Regions from separate parts of the Sus scrofa genome. Here region 2 is linked to region 1. The links are chromatin contacts, called in public HiChIP or PLAC-seq maps. All regions are on one chromosome and are shown on one strand. Each heading gives the region's core, a stretch centred on a gene start, on an enhancer-like site or on the middle of the called end of the contact. The rest is flanking DNA. Distances are from core to core; before and after follow the strand shown. Region 1 holds the start of DHRS7B (dehydrogenase/reductase SDR family member 7B). Region 2 holds the start of NATD1 (protein NATD1).

Region 1 (4,216 bases), core at 677-3,176:
GTGTGTGTGTGTAGATTCGTAGCCACCAATGCAGTCAAGATGCAGAGCTATCCTGTCTTACAAGGACCTCCATCCTACTGTCCCTTTGCAGTCACTCCCCTCCCCACATTCCTAACCCCCTTTGACCATTAATCTGTCACTACAAGGATGTTATATCAATGGAAACCTATGTATGTGACCTTTTGCAGCTGACTTTTCCCCTCATCGCAGTGTTCCTGAGACCATCCAAGCTGTTGCGTGTATCAGTACATCTTTCCTTGTCTTCCCTGACTCATAGTCCATGCTCAGGATGTACCACAGTTTGTTCAAGCAAGAGGGACATTTTGGCTTGCTCCCAAGTTTTTGTCTGTTACAAATAAAGTTTCTGTGAACAACTGTGTTCAGGTTTTGGTCTGTTCCTCCGTTTCCATTTCTTTGGGATAAATGTAATTAGTAGGTTGGATGTTTAGTTGTTTTGTTTTTAGAAACTGTCAAATTGTTTTCCAAAGTGTCTGTACTGTTTTATATTCCCACGAGTAATGCAAGAGAAACGCACTTCCTCCGCAGCCTGTCTAGCATTTGGTATTGTCGCCTTTTTTTTTTTTTTTTTTTTTTTTTGTCTTTTTAGGGACATACCTGCAGCATAAGGAAATTCCCAGGCTAGGGGCTGAATCGGAGCTGTAGCTGATGGCTTACACCACAGCCACAGCAGTGCCAGATCTGAGCCGCATCTGTGACCTACAACACAGCTCACCACAACGCCGGATCCTTGACCCACTGAGTGAGGCCAGGGATTGAACCCACAACCTCATGGTTTCTAGTCGGGTTTGTTTCTGCTGCACCACAATGGGAACTCCTACTATTGAGTTTTGAGTTCTTTATGTAATTTGGATATGAATCCTTTTTCAGATAAGTGATTTTCAAAGATTTTCTACTACTCTGTAGTTAGTTTTTGCAGCCCACTAACAGGGTCTTTGCACAGCAAATGAGTTGAATTATATCATTTTTATCCACTCTTCCAATCTCTCTTTTTTTTTCTTTTAGTATTGTAATTGTTGTTTTTCTTTTTGGCTGCACCCTTGGCATGTGGAAGTTCCCAGACCAGGGATCAAACCTGCATCATAGCAGTGACCAGTCACAGAAGTGACGACACCAGATGCTTATTAACTCATTAAGCCACAAGGGAACTCCTTAATGTAATTATTAATAAGTTATGGTTTAAGTGTGTCATTTTTTATTTTCTGCTTTCTGTTTTTCAGTTTAGTTTTTCGTACCTTTCTGTTACTTGAACATTTTCGGATTTCATTTTGATTTTTTTTTTTTTGGCTGCATCCACAGCGTGTGGGAGTTCCTGGGCCAGAGATCACACTTGAGCAAGAGCAGCTACCTAAGCCACAGCAGTGACAACGTTGGATCCTTAACTGCTAAGCCTCCAGGAAACTCTTCTAGAGCTTTCTTTAGGTTTGTGTTTTAGGGCTGCACCTCGGGCACATGGAAGTTCCCAGGCTAGGGGCCAATTGGAACTGCAGCTGCCGGCTTAAGGCCACAGCCACAGCAACATGAGATTGGAGCTGCGACTGTGACCTACGCCAAAGCACGACGCCGGACCCTTAACCCCTGAGCGTGGCTTCATGGATACTAGTTGGCTTGTTAACGCACTGAGCCGCAATGGGAACTCCCCACTGACTTTTAATTCACCTTTGTGCCAATATCACAGGCTTTAATTATAGTTTTATATGAAGCAAAGTACATTCTCCATCTTGGTGTCACCTGCACCCCCCACGAGTTCCCCTTCGCGGAACTCCGAGACGACGTTCCCCATTTCTCCCCGGAAGACTGAGGGGCAGCACTGACGTGAGAGGACGCTGCTCAAACCTCAGCGCGCAGCCCTAGCTACCTGCGCCTTACAGGGCGGGGCGTGTGTACTCCCGACGCGCATGCGCACCCCCAGGGCTGGGATTGGACGGAACCGCCTGGCTGGGCGAAGGGAAAATACGTCACGGGCGAGGCGGGACGATGGAGCTGACTCGCCATGGTCTCCGCAGCTACCAGGTAAGGCTGTCGGAGACACCGCCGTGGCCAGCGGCGCGGCGAGTCCGGCTCGAGCGCATCTCGCGTGCTGAGCGTAGAGAAGCGGTGGAGAGGCCGAAGCCCAGAGAGCCTTCCTCGGTGGGCCCAGCTCGGGCCCTTGCTCCGGAGTCCGGCTTGGCGTTTTCTGGTTGGGGAGCTGCTCCTTCGCTGAGCTGTGAGCCTCGGTTTGCGCCGCTGCAAGTGGGTGTAGGCAGGCGGTGGACCCAGTTTCCCCGACTCTCCTCGGTGCGTGTCAGCCCCGCCCCGTGCAGGCTGGCAGCACCTGTCAGGGTTCAGAGTTAGGGAAGCAGGTACTCTCTTTTCGGAAGCAGGGCAGGGGTAGCCACTGTGGATCTCTTACTCCTCCCGCCCTGGCTCTGCCACTTCCCGAGCTGTGCTGCTTGGGCTTGCGTCCTGAACTGTAACTTTGGGAATGATGCGTCCACTCCTGAGGCTGTCGTGACGCGTAATGAGATTGCGCGTGGCGCGTGGACCATACTCAGCTAGCGTGTGGCACAGAATAGGTAGTCAACAAATGGTCCTACCCATAGAGCCTTTCTTCAGTTCCCTTTCCTACAGTGATTTGACAGTTGACTAGCTACTTTTTTGTTTGTTAGCTTTTCAGCCGCGCCGAGGCATGCCAGAAGTTCCCAGGCCCAGGATCCCATCCTGTCACTGCGCCACAGCAGTGACAACCCCGGGTCCTTAAACGCTAGGCCGCCGGGGAACTCCTAGCAGTTTTTATTATTATTTTCTTTTTTTGCCTTTTCTAGGGCCGCTCCCGAGGCATATGGAGGTTCCTAGGCTCAGGGTCGAATCAGAGCTGTAGCCACCAGCCTACACCAGAGCCACAGCAATGCGGGATCCGAGCTGCGTCGGCAACCTACACCACAGCTCACAGCAACCCCAGATCCTTAACCCACTGAGCAAGGCCAGGGATTGAACCCGCAACCTCATGGTTCCTAATCGGATTTGCTAAACACTGAACCACAACGGGAACTCCTGACAATTTATTTTTAAAATAACTTTTGGGCGTCATATACACGTATGTTTCTTGAACATGATACTTCTCAGAGTTCTCTTGTGGTGCAATGGGTTAAGGATGCAGCGTCGTCACTGCAGCAGATTGGGTTGCTGCTGTGGCGCAGTTTCTGTCCCTGGCCTGGGAACTTCGAGCTGCTACATGCATGGCCAATACCCCCCAAAATTTGCTCTTCTTAGTGGAATTACAAAGACGTGTGTTTTTCTTCTTTCAGCCTGTGTGTGGGGAAAACAAAGAGGAAGTCAGTTTCTAGAGAAGTGGTAGATAGAGGAGTTCCCATTGTGGCTCATTGGTAATGAACCTGACTGGTAACCACGAGGATGAGGGTTTGGAAAAGACTTCTTTCCCTATTTATTTATTTATTTATTTATTTTATTTATTTATTTTTACTGCCTATATTTAGGGTAGTATACCTAGGAATAGACTCTGTAAGCCTGGACATAAAAGGGCTGGATGTTGGGGGGGTTCTTGTATTACTCCTCTGATTTTATCATAATTAACTTTTTTTTTTTTTTTTTCCTTTTTAGTCTTGCAGTCAAGGCATAGGGAAGTTCCTTGGCTAGGGGTCGAATCGGAGTACAGCTGTTGGCCTACTCCACAGCAACAGCAACATGAGATCCAAGCTGCGTCTGCAACCTACACCACAGCTCACCACAATGCCGGATCCTGAACCCACTGAGTGAGGCCAGGGCCCAAACCCACATTCTCATGGATACTAGTTGGGCTCGTTACCACTGAGCCACAATGGGAACTTCCCATAATTAACTATTTTTAATGAGGACGTCCATATCCCTTCTATTAGGCAAGAGATAAAGTGGCCTCTCCTGTGTCTGGGGAGTCTACCTGCTCGTTCCAATTAGGCTCCACATGAAGGACAGTAGAGTTTACTGGATCGTTAGTGGGGTCTTGAGTATGTAAGGTGTCTGCATGGGCTTGGGCTGCCAGCCAGATTCGTTCCTTTGGGGGAGAGAGTAGAGCTGAGCATAGCATAGATATCTTGCCAGGTTAAATCAGAAGAGGGGAACTCCTGTCATGGTGCAGCAGAAACACATCCGACGAGGAACCATGAGGTTGTGGGTTCGATCCCTGGCCTCACTCAGTGGGTTGACGATCTGGCGTTGCCGT
Region 2 (4,216 bases), core at 780-3,279, 56 kb after region 1:
CCCCACAGACACACCCAGACCAGGTTGCACCTGGCTGCACCGCCCCACCTTGCAGGCTGGAGAGGAGCTGCTCCTGGGCTTGGCTGGGGAGCCCAGTCCACTTTATCGTTAGCCAGCTGGGCAGCAGGCTCTGGAAGGGGGCGAGTTTAGAAAGATGGCTGGGCACGTCCAGCTCTGACCACAGCCAGTTCTGGAGGCGCTTCCTCCGGCTCTACTCATGTGGAAAACAAAGAAGGAAAACCCCAAACATCCCCTTCTTCTTCTGTCTCGGGGGGTGTGCAAGGCCCCCTGAGCCCCCCGAGGGAATCACAGGCCCCTCTGGAGCCTCAGAAAAGAGGATCTGAAAGGCCACGAGGCCCCTCTGCACAAGGGTAGCTAGGGCCCTGAGTGTCATGACCCGCTGGGCCACCGTCAGCGCCAGGGGTGGAAGGACTTGCCGGCCCGTGGCCTGGCACTGGTGACGCTGGGCACGTCACTCCTTCCCTGTTGCCCCAGCCCGGGTTTACTCTGAATGTGGGCAGGGGGTGCCAACATCATACGGATGTTCTAACAGAGGTGTGCGGGGCCTGGCTCAGGGCACAGCTCAGCCCAAACAGGGGTCTGAGCAGCGGCTCTGCTCCAGGGCCCAGACCCTGTCCACAGGCAGGTGGGAAGAGCCCAGGTTCAGGAGTCAGACCAGCGGGGCCCCTGTCCCCGCTCTGCCTCAGTCCACGGCCTGGCATCAGGAAGCCTCTCCCTTCTTTTCTCAGAAATGGGTACAGCGGCCTGGAAGAGCCCTTTCAGCTTGAACACTGCCACGCACAGGGGGCCTGGCTTGGAGGGGAAAAAAGTCGTTAAAGCAGAAGGGGGTTCAGCTCTCCATTTTATCTTTCTACTTTCCATCCCCAAACCTCTTGGGCAGAGGGCCTGTGAGTTAGTAGGGGATGGAAGCGTTCTTTACAGGAAACGAAGATTTTTGCTTTCTGGTTTAAAAAACAATGACCAGCCTGTGTTTACCTGCACTTACTCTGTGCCGCCAGGCACTGTTCTGAGCCTTCCTCCTACTGTGGCATCTCATCCTTAAAATCAGCCAGTAGTTGTGCCCTGGTGTTATTCCCACTGTAGACATGGAGACGCTGGGGCGCACAGAGATGAGGCAACTTGGCCAAAGTCTCAGAGCCGCTGGGGTCTGATGGCGACATCGCCCCCCTGCCTCCCTCCAGGGCAGAAGCCCCGCTGTCCGCCTCGGGTGCGCCCAGCGGATTCTTTCAACCCCCTCGGTGCAGAAAAGCTAAGGTTCCCAGGGGCAGCCAGCAGCCACTTAACACGGGGGAAGGGGAAGGTCGCGGCCCACCCGCTCCCAGGACCCAGGCAGCAGCCCGGAAAAGAGCCGGGCGGAGCAGGTGCGGGGTTCCCGGCGCCTGCCTCCGCCTCCCCGGAGCCCTGCCCGCCCCGGTTGCCCCGCGTGGGCGCGCCTCTCCCGGTAGCCCGCCCCCGCCAAGCCCAGGAGTGCGTCCCCGGCTTCGCAGCGCGCGCCGCGGTCGCGCGCGCAGACAAAAGGCGGGGCGGCGGGCCCCGCGTTACCGTTGAGCCTGACGGTGAACTGGCGGCGACGACGGTCGTGCTCCACGCGGATGGGGCAGCCCTGCTCCGGCGCGCCCGGCGGCACGGCGGCGGGCGACTGCGCCATGGGCGCTCGGACCCGGGCCGGGGGCGCGCGGCGGGCCGGGGAGCGCAGCGGGGCCGGGGGCCGGCTCTGCAGGAGGCGCGCGCGGACCCGCACCGGGAGGCCGACCGCAGGCGGCGGCTCAGAAACTGACACTCGGCGGCGGCGGCGGCAGCAACAAAAAGGGGGGAGCAGGAAATCAGCTGTGCGGTCACGTGCGGCGCGCGGCCAGTGGGCGCGCGGCCGCTCTGTTTTGATACATTCCGTTCGGCTCTTAAAGGCGCCGCGCGGCTCCCAGCCCCGCGCCTGGGCCCTTGGGCCTCTGGCGTCCGGGCCGCTTGAGACGGGGCCCCCGCCCCGCCACCCCCCAGCCCCGCGGCCGCTTCTCAAAAAGGTGTGAAGACCTACCGGGCAGTTCCCGCCGATCCCCTCGCAGCCACCGCTTATTAAGCGCTTGCTGTGTGCCCGAGCGCAGCCAAGCCCCGGAAGCTGCAGGAAGCGCTCCTTGGAGACTCGCCGAGACCCTGGGAAGTAGGTGCGCCTGACTGCCTTTCACCGAGAGGACAGTAGCCCGGGGCAGTGAGAGACCTGCGAGGGTCACACCACGCTGCGTCGGGATTACTCCCGGAACTATCGCTCGGGGTCGGGTGAAATGTCACCTCTCCGCCAGGGACGGAGTGAGGGAAGTGCCTCGAGCTCCCCGGATCCACTCGCAGAGGGGGAAATTGAGTCCCGAGAGCGCGAGGTTCTTGCGAGAGGTGGGAGCCCAGGCTTCTTTTCTGAAAGGAGTTTTGGCCCCCTCTCCACTTGTCACACCAAAAGCTGCCCCCGGAGTCGCATGACTCCAGGTGACTTTTTACTAGTCTGTTAATGCAGGTGCAAGCATGACGTCACTGCCTGGTGACCACCGCCTACCTCCAGATAAGTAACACTGCGTTCTCCTTTCCCGTCAGTACCCCACCCCTTGAGCTAACCACTCTCCTTCTCTAATTTGCTTTTCCTGGAACCTCGTGTGAAAAGCAGCTAGAGGAGTTCCCTGGTGGCACAGGGGCTTAAGGATCGAGCGTTGTCACTGCAGCGGCTCAAGTTGCTGCTGTGGAGAGTTTCAGTCCCTGACTTGGGAACTTCTGTATGCAGTGGGCGCAGCAAATAAATCAGTAAATAAATACTCCAGCAGATGCAGTGTGTGCTTTCAGGGTCCAGTTTCTTTTGTTGAACATTTTCTCTGTGAGATTAACTCACGCTGTTGGGAGACGTTGTTGGGAGTATCTTTTCCATCACAGAATCATATTCCATTGTGTGCATATTCCACGATTTATTTACATTTTGGGCAGAACCCGGGGCATGTGGAAGTTCCTGGGCCAGGGCTCAAACCCATGCCACAGCAGTGGCAATGCTGGATCCTTAACCTGCTTTGCAGCTTGGAAACGTCCTCCATCGTTTGTTTATCTGGCCACTGTTGATGGGCATTTGGGTGGTTTTTGGATTCTGACTGTTAGGAGTAAAACTTTGGTGGACATTCGTGAACATGCGTCTGCGAGGCTGCCTTGTACCAGTGAGTTTTATGAGGCATTGCCAGACCTTTCTCCGAAGAGCTTGGTCCGTTTTCCACTCCTGCCAACAGTTTTGAGAGTTATTCTTGGGGTCATCAGTCTTTTTGATTTTAGCTCCCCTGACGGTTATGAGGTGGTCGCGCTCTGGCTTTAACTTGCCTTTGCCTGAAGGCTGATGGCGTTAAACCTTGTGTGTCCCCTCCTTGACTGTTTCGTTATCTAGTTTTGCGAAGTGCCTGTGTAAGTATTTTGCCTGTTCATTTTTTTTATTGCCGTTCTTCTTATTGTTTGGTTTTGAGTCCTTCGTTTGGACATATTTCTGGAGAATATACTAGCCTAGCAGATTTTTTTTAAAAAAACAAGTGTGTTTGGGAGTTCCCGTTGTGGCGCAGTGGTTAATGAATCCGACTGGGAACCGGGATGTTGCAGGTTCGATCCCTGGCCTTGCTCAGTGGGTTAAGGATCCGGCGTTGCTGTGAGCTGTGGTGTGGGTCGCAGACACGGCTCAGATCCCACGTGGCTGTGGCTGTGGCTGTGGTGTAGGCCGGCGGCTATAGCTCCGATTCCACTCCTAGCCTGGGAAACTCCATATGCCGTGGGAGCCGCCCTAGAAATGGCAAATAAATAAATTAATTAAAACAAACAAACAAACAAACAAAAACCAGGTGTGTTTGGAAACCAAACAAGACTGAGGAGTGAGCCATCATACACAGGAGACAGGGCGGGCTCCTGGGCTCAGAAGGGGTCTTGCGGAGCTGAGTCAGGGCTGGCTGCAACCTTGAGCAAGATGTCACCTGGCGTGTGTGTCTCAGGTGACTTCTGTCTTTCCAAGGAACCTAAGTGGTGTGGGGAGCCAGAACAAGTTTCTGGAAATTCTGTTAACTGGCCGTGCTGTTTCCCACACTGGGCCTTTGCAACGTGCTGTTGCTGAAACATCCCCTCCCCTGAAAAGCCCTCGTGGAAGCTCCCAGCCAGCCTGGGTCCAGGGGAGACACCTGGAAGGGCCAAGTGCAGGCCA

What was found. HiChIP or PLAC-seq counts read pairs in DNA pulled down with a chosen protein or histone mark.
Region 2: a contact with region 1 is called in an H3K27ac HiChIP or PLAC-seq map of skeletal muscle. The contact joins the promoter of NATD1 here to the promoter of DHRS7B in region 1. A contact is called at or near these places in 5 of 47 Hi-C or Micro-C datasets (blood, fetal liver, fetal skeletal muscle and 2 more) and 2 of 2 datasets of contacts at active chromatin or transcription factors (alveolar macrophages and skeletal muscle).

What each region holds. Positions count from the first base shown.
Region 1 is chr12:61,318,739-61,322,954 of Sscrofa11.1, forward strand. It overlaps DHRS7B (dehydrogenase/reductase SDR family member 7B), which reads left to right and starts at 1,927. Exons shown (of 7, transcript XM_021068046.1): 1 at 1,927-2,031. The coding sequence starts at 2,012. It overlaps LOC110256147 (a long non-coding RNA gene), which reads left to right. Exons shown (of 3, transcript XR_002337423.1): 3 at 1-379.
Region 2 is chr12:61,375,006-61,379,221 of Sscrofa11.1, forward strand. It overlaps NATD1 (protein NATD1), which reads right to left and starts at 2,030. Exons shown (of 3, transcript XM_021068053.1): 1 at 1,564-2,030. The coding sequence starts at 1,669.